2 separate regions of the Zea mays genome follow, and region 2 is linked to region 1. A link is a contact called in public Hi-C data. All regions are on one chromosome and are shown on one strand. The core of a region is the stretch at or near the end of the contact, and the rest is flanking DNA. Distances in the headings are between cores, read along the strand shown.

Evidence for each region. Hi-C and Micro-C count contacts between places; a contact is called where the count stands out from the background.
Region 2: a Hi-C map of ear shows a contact between it and region 1, with 2.2 times the contacts expected there. The contact joins the promoter of LOC100282590 here to the enhancer-like site in region 1. A contact is called at or near these places in 3 of 25 Hi-C or Micro-C datasets (ear, endosperm and tassel).

The regions. Positions count from the first base shown.
Region 1 is chr2:62,480,018-62,485,822 of Zm-B73-REFERENCE-NAM-5.0, forward strand. No RefSeq gene overlaps it. Among protein-coding and RNA genes, the nearest start is that of LOC100282997, 15 kb to the left of the region's middle. Within about 2 kb of position 3,529, at least 11 of the 20 cell types and tissues checked have an H3K27ac peak or open chromatin away from gene starts, as enhancers often do. A contact at or near this core is called in ear, where this site is marked.
Region 2 is chr2:62,679,654-62,685,458 of Zm-B73-REFERENCE-NAM-5.0, forward strand. It overlaps LOC100282590, which reads left to right and starts at 2,580. Exons shown (of 6, transcript NM_001412117.1): 1 at 2,580-2,793; 2 at 2,937-3,094; 3 at 3,182-3,298; 4 at 4,590-5,805. The coding sequence starts at 4,727.

The DNA of each region.
Region 1 (5,805 bases), core at 2,279-4,778:
CATCGATATGTAGACAATAGGATATACAGATGAGAGCAGGCGCATCAGGCATTCAATGTCTCCTTGGCAGATTATATTACCAGTGAATAGATCAGCACTCGATCACCCCAAATGTCGTCAGACAAATGAACAACACAAAAAATGCCCTTCACCTAAGGGTACAGATTCCCATGTTTTTATTAACAATTTACCAAGGAGTCTGCATCAAATTTTGTTATCAAGGAATATAGATAGACAAAATCAGTAAAAGACCAAATGCGACTGTAGAGTAATATTCGACATTATAGTGGGAATGCCTGTTTCTGTTTGTGCCAGAAACATGGGAATGCCTGTTTGGGCATCCTCAACGGATCCAAAGTCAATCAAGATCAGCAACCAAAATAGTGGCGTCTCTATAGATGCTTTAAACAACATTAGCAACAAAGGCACAAATTATTGTTTCATAGAGGAGATCTAGGAACTCGACTATGAGTTAGTATATTTAAAGGTTCATCTGTTTCATTGGCAATGGTTTTAACTGGCAGGTGGAGACATTATAGTGGACCCTGAATATGGTATGACAAATTGACAACCAATAACCATGGACCAAAAAATATTGGATATAGAGACGAACCTTTTGTCCTCACGAAGGGTGTGACTCGGGAATTCTACAAACATATAGCTTCTAAACCCAAAAAGTGACAAAAAACAAGATGATGAGCCACATTATTTTGCCCAGAAAAAAGATTATCAGAGTCAAGGATATTAATGATGAATAAGATTATGATCGATTTGATGACATACCCTCCTTTTAAAGTGGATGCTGACACAAGCATCCTATTGAATAATGTAGAAGCTCCATATATGTGGTAAGACCATTACTAACGAAGAACTATAAATAAGAAGTTTTTTACTGTATTCTTGTGATGAATTATTATTAGCGGCAATAAGTTGTTGGTGGCTAAAATCTCTTTCTCTGTTTGTGCCAGAAACATGGGAATGCCTGTTTAGGCATCTTCAACGGATCCAAAGTCAATCTCAAAGACCCGAGCATTCTTGGAAGTAGGAAATTCAGACAAAACCAATTACTCCATTTAAGAAGTTTATTCATGATTCGCACAGCAATTGATCCAAAGGAAGTAAAACTGAGATAAAATTACCTGGAAGGGCAAAACTGAACATCATATTTAAACCATTTATATGGACACAGAGACTTCATGAGTAAATGTGTTGCTAGTTATAGTCTCTTGTTTCACCAATAGGTTAAATAAAGAAGAAATAGGGCAGTTTTGTTTCACCAACCTGCTCCTCGAAGGAGACCACGCACGGCTGAAAGCCTGAAATACACTTACCACAACTGGAACCTAAAAAATAGAAGTTGTAGTTATAAATCTAATGTAGGAAAATCTATTTATAGATTTTGGCTAAAATATAATGATTATGATTTAGTAGAGGCTACTCCTTAATGGTATTATGATTTAGTAGATTTCTCACTGCTCTGTCGTGATGGTGTAGCATAGGCTTGAAAGTTCTTAAGTTTATATTACAATGTTTGTTACAGGGAGAGAACACACCACTTTGCTAAAATGGTTGTTACAGGGAGAGAATGTTTTAGGCTGTTCTTAAGCTTTCTTGTCCAAATCACATTAACGGGAATATTATTACACGCTAATGGGTCAAAATTTGAGAGATCAGATAATCCCATTATACGAATAGACTATAGTCATGAAAATTATGCCAACTGTATCATGCTCAAAATCCTTTGATCTGTAGATGGCTAGAGAGAAGTGTTTTCTACAAATTTATAAAACCAGAGAAAACATGTATTATAATAGATCTAGTATTAGAAGCATCAACCATCATTCCAGAGTTGCATATCTCTTCTACACCATCACGACAGAATATGAATTGCAGCCTAACCTAGAACAGAGCAAAGCATTCATAAATCCAGATTGCGAGCCTGTACGCCATCTACATCCTAAATAAACTCCACGATTGAACTCTAGACTCATCACCTGCCGAAGAACGAGAAGATGTCGCCTTTCTTCTAGGGCCTCTCCTGCTCTTCGATAAATGACCGTCGTCATCACATCTCTTTCCACCAATTGCCAGGTAGCCTGCTCGAGAGCGATTACAATATTAAAATATGAATTTGACATAGGAACACGTGAATGTGAGGACATACAAACCCTAGCCGCACTTCAAAGTCCCAATGTACGTCCAATTCTAGTTGTCGCGGCAGATCTCGGGCGAGTGGGGCGGCGCCGAGAACAAAGTTGCAAGGGCAGGGTTTTGCGTGTGCCTGGGCAGGGGCTAGACCACGGGGGCTGCTGGCCGCGCCTAGCAGGGGCTCACCGGGGCATGGCCACCAGCCGGCTAGCTACGCCTTGTTGCGGGTTATAGGCCACCGCGCTAGGCTGCACAGGGGTTGGGGCGAGAGGAGTAGAAGGGGTGTGCTTGCCATGGTGCAGGGGCGGGCTAGGGCACGATGGTCGCCATGGCCGCGCCTAGGAAGGGCGGCGCTGGTCACTGGGGCTGGGGAAGGGGCCACGGTGGGGAGGAGAGTCGAGGGGGCACCGGTCACGCAAGCGGAAGAGGGCTCAGTGTCTGTCGGGTGGGGGCGTCGGGGCCGTCATGGCCATCGAAGACACTGACGAGCCAGGCGTGGTGGTGCCGAGGGGCAGAGGCGGGATCCGGGTCTCGAGCGGCCCGGGCGCTGCGGGAAGGCAAGCCAGGCGAGGACGAGGAGGTAGGGGGGAGGAGCACTGCGAAGGAGATCTCCGAGAGCGGGACCGTGGTGGAGAAGGCGAGCACGGCCGCCGCGCCCAGCGTGTTGAGCTGCTTGATGGAGAAGAGGCAGTGGTGGTGGTGCGGGCGCGCCGTGGGAGAGGTGGGCGTCGGGTGCAGCGGCGGCGGGGGCCCGCGGAGGATGGAAGGAGGGTGGAGGATGGAAGCGCTGCCGTGGATGCGGGCGGCTGCGGGATGCAGCGCGACTGCGGGATGCGGGCGGATGCGCACGGCAGAACGTGCGCCGAGGGGTGTGGACGCCTACACTACTAACATAATTAGTAGTAGAGATAATTTTATAAAAAAAATTAAGACAAATTGGTGCATACAAGTATTATATTCAAAACTAAATAACAAAATAATTATTTATAGTCAAAATTTTATAAGTTTGATTTTAGTCTTGTCCAAAACGAGGGGGTATGAAAAAGACTCTCGATTTGTGGTGCCTAGCATTAAGAGCGTAAGGCAGAATTTGCCCACCTGTCATAAATAAACAATGTACCTCCAATATTAAAATGATGGCCGGATTTTCTAGAGATGACTAATTTTTTCTTGGGTACGCTGGCTTCTAAATCTGAAGTTTTTTTAAAGAGTACTCTTTTCGTGTGCAACAAAACCAAGAATATTATAATTTTATGGGAATTCTTTCCTGAGTTTGTGCGATAAGAGAGAAAAAAATCAAACGAAAAAGAGGGTGGCAGCATCGGGTTGGCCCGTGCAGGCCCATTTTAATAGTTTGCTAGCTAGCTGACTTCGGGTGCTAGTGCTACTCCATGGCAGGCTGTGTCTTCCATGTGAATGAGGCCCAACGGATGCTATGCGAACAGACAGTTTTCTTCCTTCTCAAAAATAGATGTGCGCTATTTCCCTTCTCCAAAACGGGCAATAACATCCATATTCTTCTAGAAACGTTTCTATGAACATACAATAGATATGTGCCTATGTGTATGAGTGATGAGTGATTGTCAAATGATGATAGAGCTTTGATTTAATATGTTGAGAGTTGAGACTAATCATAGTATGAGTAGAGAGTGTGCAATATGTCTCTTGTCTATGATGTACAAGTGTAAGCGTTAGATGGTCGATGATAATGGAGAAAGTCAAGCGAGTCCATGCATGATGGATCTAGAGCTATGAAGGACAGACAAGAAGGCTTGGATCAAAGGACCAAAGACTGGAGGATGCACCGTGGACTGCTAGCTCTTTGAAACGTCTGTTATGAATCAATACGACACAAAGTAGATCAAACACACAGAAGACACAGATTTAACATGGAAAACCCCTCCAAGACGAAGGTGAAAAACCACGGGCGCCGGCCAGCAACAATCTCACTATTTTCTGGTGGTTACATATCGCAGGAGACTTACAAATGAGATAATTATTTACTGTGGATTACAATTGTATTTATAGAGGTGAAACCCTGAGCTGAGTAGGGAACGATCCATACTACGCGGGGTAGAGCCCCCACACCCCAGACATCCCTGGGTTGCGCTCCGGCCCAAGCGTCCCAGCGACGGGCCTCCTCTTCACTTGCTAACTTGGCCGCCTTTTCAGAATTTAGATCACAAACTCAACCTTGAGACAAATTCCTTGTAGCATCATAATAGCAAACTCCACCTCAAAAATGCATCATCATCATGCCGGCACCAACAGCCACTAGAGGCTAATTTGTAATACCAACTAAGCTTGAGCATAGCTCAAAGTTAGCAACAGAAACATGTTTCGTCATCATATCAGCAGGATTATCATGAGTACTGATCTTGCATACCTTCACCAAACCTTTCTCAATCATATCACGAACGAAGTGATAACGAATTTCAATATGCTTGGATTTCTCAGTAATCATCTGATCTTTAGTGAGATAAATAGCACTCTGACTATCACAATGAATGGTAATGCAAGACTCAATTCCACATGCTCTGAATATATACCTTTCAACCATAACGCCTCCTTAGTAACTTCTGCAATTACCATATACTCAGCTTATGTGGTAGTCAAAGCAACAATATCCTATAAACGAGCTTTCTAACTCACAGTACAATCTCCAAAAGTAAAGACATAACCTGAAAGTGATCTCCTTATGTCTAAATCACCACCATAATCTGAATCAATATATCCAACCAGACCATCTCCAGATTTACCAAAACATAAACAAGCACTAGAAGAACCACGTAGATATCTGAAAATCCACTGAACAACTTTCCAATGCTCTTTACCAAGATTAGACATGTATCTAGAAACAACGCTCATAGCATGAGACAAATCAGGACGAGAGCAAACCATAGCATACATGAGTGACCCAACAGCACTAGAGTAAGGAACTTTTGACATATACTCAAAATCAGCATCAGTTTCAGCACACTGTTTAGCATACAGTTTAAAATGAGGAGCCAATGGAGTACTCACAGGTTTAGCATTTTGCATGTTGAAACGACGAAGGACCTTCTCAATATAATTCTTCTGGCTCAAGTACAGCAATCTAGACTTTGTATCTCTGACTATCTCCATGCCAAGGATTTTCTTTGTAGCACCCAGATCCTTCATATCAAATTTGCTACTAAGATGTGCCTTCAAAGCAGTGATTTCCTTCACGCTCTTGGCAGCAATCAACATATCATCAACATATAACAACAAGTATGTAGGTGATCCATTAACAAACTTAAGATAGACACATCTATCATATTGAGACCTCTTGTCGGGGACCATAATTAGGGGTACCCTCAAGACGCCTAATTCTCAGCTGGTAACCCCCATCAGCATAAAGCTGCAAAGGCCTGATGGGTACGATTAAGTCAGGGATCAGTCCACACGAGTGACTCGATCACGCTTCGCCCGAGCCTAGCCTCGGCCAAGGGCAGCCGACCTCGAGAGACTTCCGTCTCGACCGAGGCCCCCCTTTTTACGGCGGACACACCTCCGGCTCGCCCAAGGCCCTGGCTTCGCTTAGAAGCAACCCTGACTAAATCGCCGCGCCGACTGACTAGGTTACAGGAGCATTTAACGCAAAGGTGGCCTGACACCTTTATCCTGACACGCGCC
Region 2 (5,805 bases), core at 1,330-3,829, 200 kb after region 1:
TGCATTGGAACAAGGCCTGAGCAGTGACTGGCTTCGTCTGAAACCCTTGAAAGCTGGTGACCAGCATGTCCTTAAGCTTCTGCCATGACGTGATTGTCCCTGGCCGGAGAGAAGAGTACCATGTCTGGGCCACACTTCGGACTGTCATGACGAAGGACTTCGCCATGACTGCGGTATTGCCCCTATACGAAGATATGGTTGCTTCGTAGCTCATCAGAAACTGCTTTGGATCTGAGTGCCCATCATACATGGGGAGATGAGGTGGCTTGTATGATGGGGGGCATGGGGTAGCCTGCAGTTCTGCTGATAGAGGAGAAGCATCATCAAAAGCAAAATTTCCATGATGGAAATCATCATACCAATCATCATCATTGTAGGAATTGTCTTGACGAAGCTCTCTTTGTGGAGGTCTTTGGTCCTGGTCATCTTGAATAAGATGACGTATTTCTTCAGTAGCTTCATCGATCTTCTTCTGTAGATCGGAAAGACGAAGCATTTTCTCTCTCTCTCTCTTCCTTTCGACCTGCTGATGGATAGCTTCGAGATCCCTTATCTCCTGGTCCAACTCCTCCTCTTGGGGTGTTGGACTTGTAGCCTTCCTCTTTTGAGTCCGAGCTTCACGCAGCGTGTCCTGATTGACGTCCAGTGGCTGCAGTGCAGCCCCTAGCCCTGAAGAAGTTTTCTTCGGCGGCATGACGAAGGTCACGACTTGCTGAAGGTGGTCGAATGAGTTCACCGGTGGTACAGTGGGCGCCAATGTTGGGGACTTGTTCTCAAATACTACGAGTTAAGAACAAGGCAACACAAAATGTTAATGGTTAAAGTCCTTCGTCCTTGGAAGCATTATTTCCCTTAGGATATAATGATCTTCAGATGAAGGTTATGAAGGGCGTACCTTCATCATCGCAGTATATATTAAAAGAAGAAGCATATGAGACATGAGAAATGCCATGAGTAATCATATGACATTATTAATATATCTTTTCTATAACATCATGAATAAACAAACAAATATTGAATTACATTTGTACCTTCGGCTTGACAGAAGACAAAAGTCCAAGCGTGACACACGAGTGAATACAAGTCAGCGTGAACAGTGCGATGTCACTGTTCATCTATTTATAGGCACATGACGCAACCTGTGTGAAATTACAATCATGCCCTTGACATTTACTATTGACCTAGGGATAATCTATCGAGGACTAGACAACATTTTCCCTTTTAAGTCGGTTCCATTTTCCACTGCTGAGCCAAAGCTTTTCCACGGGTAGCTTCGGCATTGGTTCATCCTTCTCCTGAACCGCGCCCTTCATCTCATGTATAGCTTTATCCCATGTCCGAAGGTTCCTGTACATATATTACACTTGGAAAATATGTTAGTCATGTTTTTGAGGACCTTTGGAAGACGAAGGCCCCCAACAGTGTGCTTCATATATTCCATAGGAGTAATGGGTCCTAAGGGAACCGTGGAAAAATGCACCTAGGACCCTTGCAATGCCAAGGGCGCCATCTACAACCATGATGTCACCCATTGACCTCGGAAAAACCTTGGGACCAAGTGAGAGATCCCTTCTGCACCCCTGCCTCGCTAAGGGCATCAAAACCTACACCACACTACTCTTGGCTACTGGGGCCATAAGTCCCAACATAAAGAGTAGTTATAGGCTAATAATTAGACCATACTTGATTCATGGCTCATTTTAAAATCTCATTCTAGGTCATGAATTTTGCATTGGATTTTGTGCTCGGAATCTCAATCTCACTACGAGGTGATAAACAAATTTGTAGTGGATCTATGCACTAACTTACTTTCCAAAATGGCAAAATCTATGAGGAACCAAACACCTTAGTCCATCTCCAGCAGCGTACTCATCTTATCTTCTACTCCCTCTGTCCAAAAGTCCTCATCGTCTAAGCAAAATAAATTCTTCCAGGAATCCACATCGTTTAAGCTAGGGACCACAATTTGCACCTCATCCCAGACATTCATGGCTCCTCGTTTGCGTTGCTTCATTTGATGCGTCTTTATTGTCCAGTTGCTTCAAATACGTCTCTGTTCCCTACTGTTAACTCCATCCGAAGCATGCATGTTCATGTCACACCCATATTTTCAGTTTCACGGATGATAGATGACACTTTAACGGAAGGTTTTCGCGACGGTACATATGCGTATATTGAAAATACAAAACTACGCTAGATAATTAACTTCACAGCGGCGGCCATGCAGACGGAGGGGCATCCTTGGTCTTAGTGTGGGACGCTTAAACGATGAGGACTTTTGGACGGAGAGAGTATTTCAATCTCTACTATATAAATAGTGTAGTCTATAGTAAAAATATTGTTTTATACAATCATATATACCATCTGTTGATCATAGTCATAGCCTTAAAGAGACAACCACACTCTTTAGACTACATTAATTTGAAATTTCTACCCCGGCCGCACAAAAGGGTGAAGCACAAACAGCAGTGTCATTATCGAGGTGCCTAGTGACTGGTTAGATTTGGTATATCAAATCAGATCACAGGAAACATTCAGATCTCATTTAAGAAAACTAAAACAAAAAACGGAGAAAAATCAGGTGATTGCTTCCTTTCCTCTCTCTCCGTTGCCCACCACCCCCAAGCCCGCGATATATTCGGCGCAGCCCACACCTTCCAGCGAATTTCCGTCACCCATCTCCGCACCGCACCCGCAACGCGTCTCTCTTCCTCTCCTGGTCCTCCTGCCACTCCGCCTCAACTTGCTCGGCTATTCCCGGATTGCGGCTCGGGGTTGGTCATTGGCCGTGAGGTGAGCGTGCGAATCGCTCCTCTCATCCCTTGGCCCGTGTTCTGTAGATGCGTATGTAGTTGTACACGCAACTGCAGCTGCAATCTCACTCGACTTGCGCCGTATGCTGATTGTTGATTCGATGTTCTGTTCTGCTGCGATAGGGCCTTTCAAGAACGGGCGGCGGCGCTTTACCTGACGCAAATTGCGCCGGTCTCCTGCCTTGCTGCGCGCTTGGGGGTTGGGCTCAGGAATGGGGGTAGAGCAGGGGCTGCGTCGCCTGGCTCGATTCCCATCTCTCTGAACTTAGATGGATGCATCTGTACGTCTCTGTGCCTCTGGGTGCTTTTGTCTGTCTGACCGTTCGTCTCATGTGTGTTCCGTTCTCTTGTGTTGTGCTGCTGCGTAGGTAAACACCAAGAAGAAGGTTAGTTTCTGTGGGAACACTGGCCACAGCCGCTGCGGTGAAGTTCATTTAGCTGCTGTGTGCTCAGGTCGTATGCGAAGCAACCCCTTCTCGCTTCAGGTTATTGTGTGCTCTGTCCCCCTACTGATTTTAGAACCGGTGTATCCAATTTTTATGAGAGCTAAGAGGGTAGGTTTGTACAATTCAAGGTGGAGTAGGCTGTCCCTGATGGCGTTTGATTTCTCATATAAAAGTTTGTGGTTCGGGAACAGGCAAATATTACAACCTGTACAAGTCAAACTTGAGTTTTCTTATTTTATTAATGGTGATTGGTACCTAAGATGTAATTTCCGTGCTATTAAATCTAGGTGGAAAAATAGTCAATCGAACGTACTTCTTCCGTCCTAGAAGAACGGCATTCTACTTTGTTTTCATCAATTCATCTCAGATTTAGCAAAGTTTATAAAAAATATAACTTTTATGATTCCAAATTATTAAAGTCAGTTACATCATGAAATATATTTTCATATTATATCTATCTGAAGTAATAGATGTTGATACTATTTGCTGTAAACTTAGTAGAGACCGGTTCAAACCTAAACTTACATTCTTTTAGGTAGTGTTTGGTTGAAGAGGCAAGTATAACGGAGTCGTTCTGTTCTAGTTTTGTTGCTGTTTGGTTACAAAGGAACTAGAACAAAATCGCTCCAATTAGGGAATATTCTCCTCAGATCCGGAACCATTCCGCTCCAAAAAATCAACAGGACGGAGCCGCTCCGTTCCCATCCCGCTCTCACAGTCACGCTCCATTCCGTTCACTCTGCAACCAAACAAAAAACAGAGCCGCTCCGTTCCAAATTACCAAACACAGAACAGAGCGGCTCCGTTCCTAGAATCAGGGATGGAACGGCTCTGTTCTACTTGGCTCTTCAACCAAACACTTAATTAGGGATGAAAGTAGTACCATGTTAGCAGGAAGGAATACTTCATTATTTAGATGACGGGAGTCTAAGTTCTGGCCTCTGCACTGGCTAGGGATGCACACGACCACTAAACTCACAAGCATATAAATAGATGAACACCCGGTTTTGAACCCTGTGAATTGTCATATATATTTATACTGAGAGGATCAATTGTACTGCAATCACCACCATACTATGACCAGAACTAGAGAAGCATCCATCTGCCTTGTTAAGGTGCCATCCTTTGCAATTGTTGTGCACAGATCTACAGATTCAGTAGGCTCTAGGCTGGAACATACTGATTTACAATCACCTTGCTATTAGCTTATCAAAGATTATGTGACCCTTTTTGGTTCTTTTACAGTCGGTTTAACAACAAAATAATGATGTGTATTCGGATCATTAGCTAGGTAATATTTTTTTGAAATACTTTGTTCTTAGTATTGCAGGTTTGGTTTGCATTTCCGTTCAAGTATAAAGGAAGTAGTATTTGCCATTTTGGCATAGCATTTGAATAGCACAGGAACCTAGAAAACAGTGTTCCAGCAGTACTACGTTACACTGGTGTTATACTATTATAGAAAACATGGTGGATGTGGAACTGTTTTATAAGGACACTAGTGATCACAGCATTAGCTCTGAGGAAGAAGATATGCTTGTCAGGAGCTGTAGCAATCTCAATGTGAGCTTTGGATATCATTGTGATTCTTATCAGAGCTTTTCTCCTGAAAATGATCATGGAAATGACATTTCTCCTAAGAACATGTTTGGGACTAATACGATGATGGGGTCACGGAATGGCTCATTTACTTGTTTGTCCGGTGCTGCTATTAGTGCAAATTTTACATTGGCAAATACAAATATTTGCAATGGTCTTATTGGCGAAGAAATTTTACCAGAACTAGATTCTCCAAACTCCTTCAGAAAAATTATTTCATCTCCATCAATGTCAAGATTGGACTCGTTCTCTACCTCACAAGGCAGTCCTGTGTCAACTGAGAGCTCAATATTTGAGATCAGTAAAAATATTTGGAGGTCCAGTGCCCCAACAACTGTATCATCCAATTTTCTGACTAATACAGAGGTGAAAATGGCTGGCGGAGCTGCTGGAGAGGATAGAGTCCAAGCTGTGTGCTCAGAGAAAAATGGATGGCTGATTTGTGGGATATATGATGGGTTTAATGGGAGGGATGCAGCTGATTTTCTTGCGGTAACTCTATATGATAACATAGTATATTACTTATACCTGCTGGAGAATCGGATAAGGCAACAAAATGGTTTGTACAATTCATCAGAAAGCTCTCTTAATGGTCTCAAAAGTGAGTTAACACTAGCCATGAGAAATTCAGAAAATGAAGGCATAAAATTTTCTGAAACATTTCGATCTGGTGTACTGAATTGCCTTTCTACTGCTGTTGAGCAAGCTGAGAATGACTTTTTATGCATGGTTGAACAAGAGATGGATGATAGACCAGATTTAGTTTCGGTAGGGTCTTGTATCCTGGTTGTTCTTCTTCAAGGAACAGATCTGTGCATCTTAAATATGGGGGACAGTAGAGCTGTGCTTGCTTCCATGCCATATGTAGAAAATGGTGCTTTGAAGGCTACTCAACTGACAGAGACCCACTCGCTTGAAAATCCTTTGGAGTACCAAAAACTTTTAGC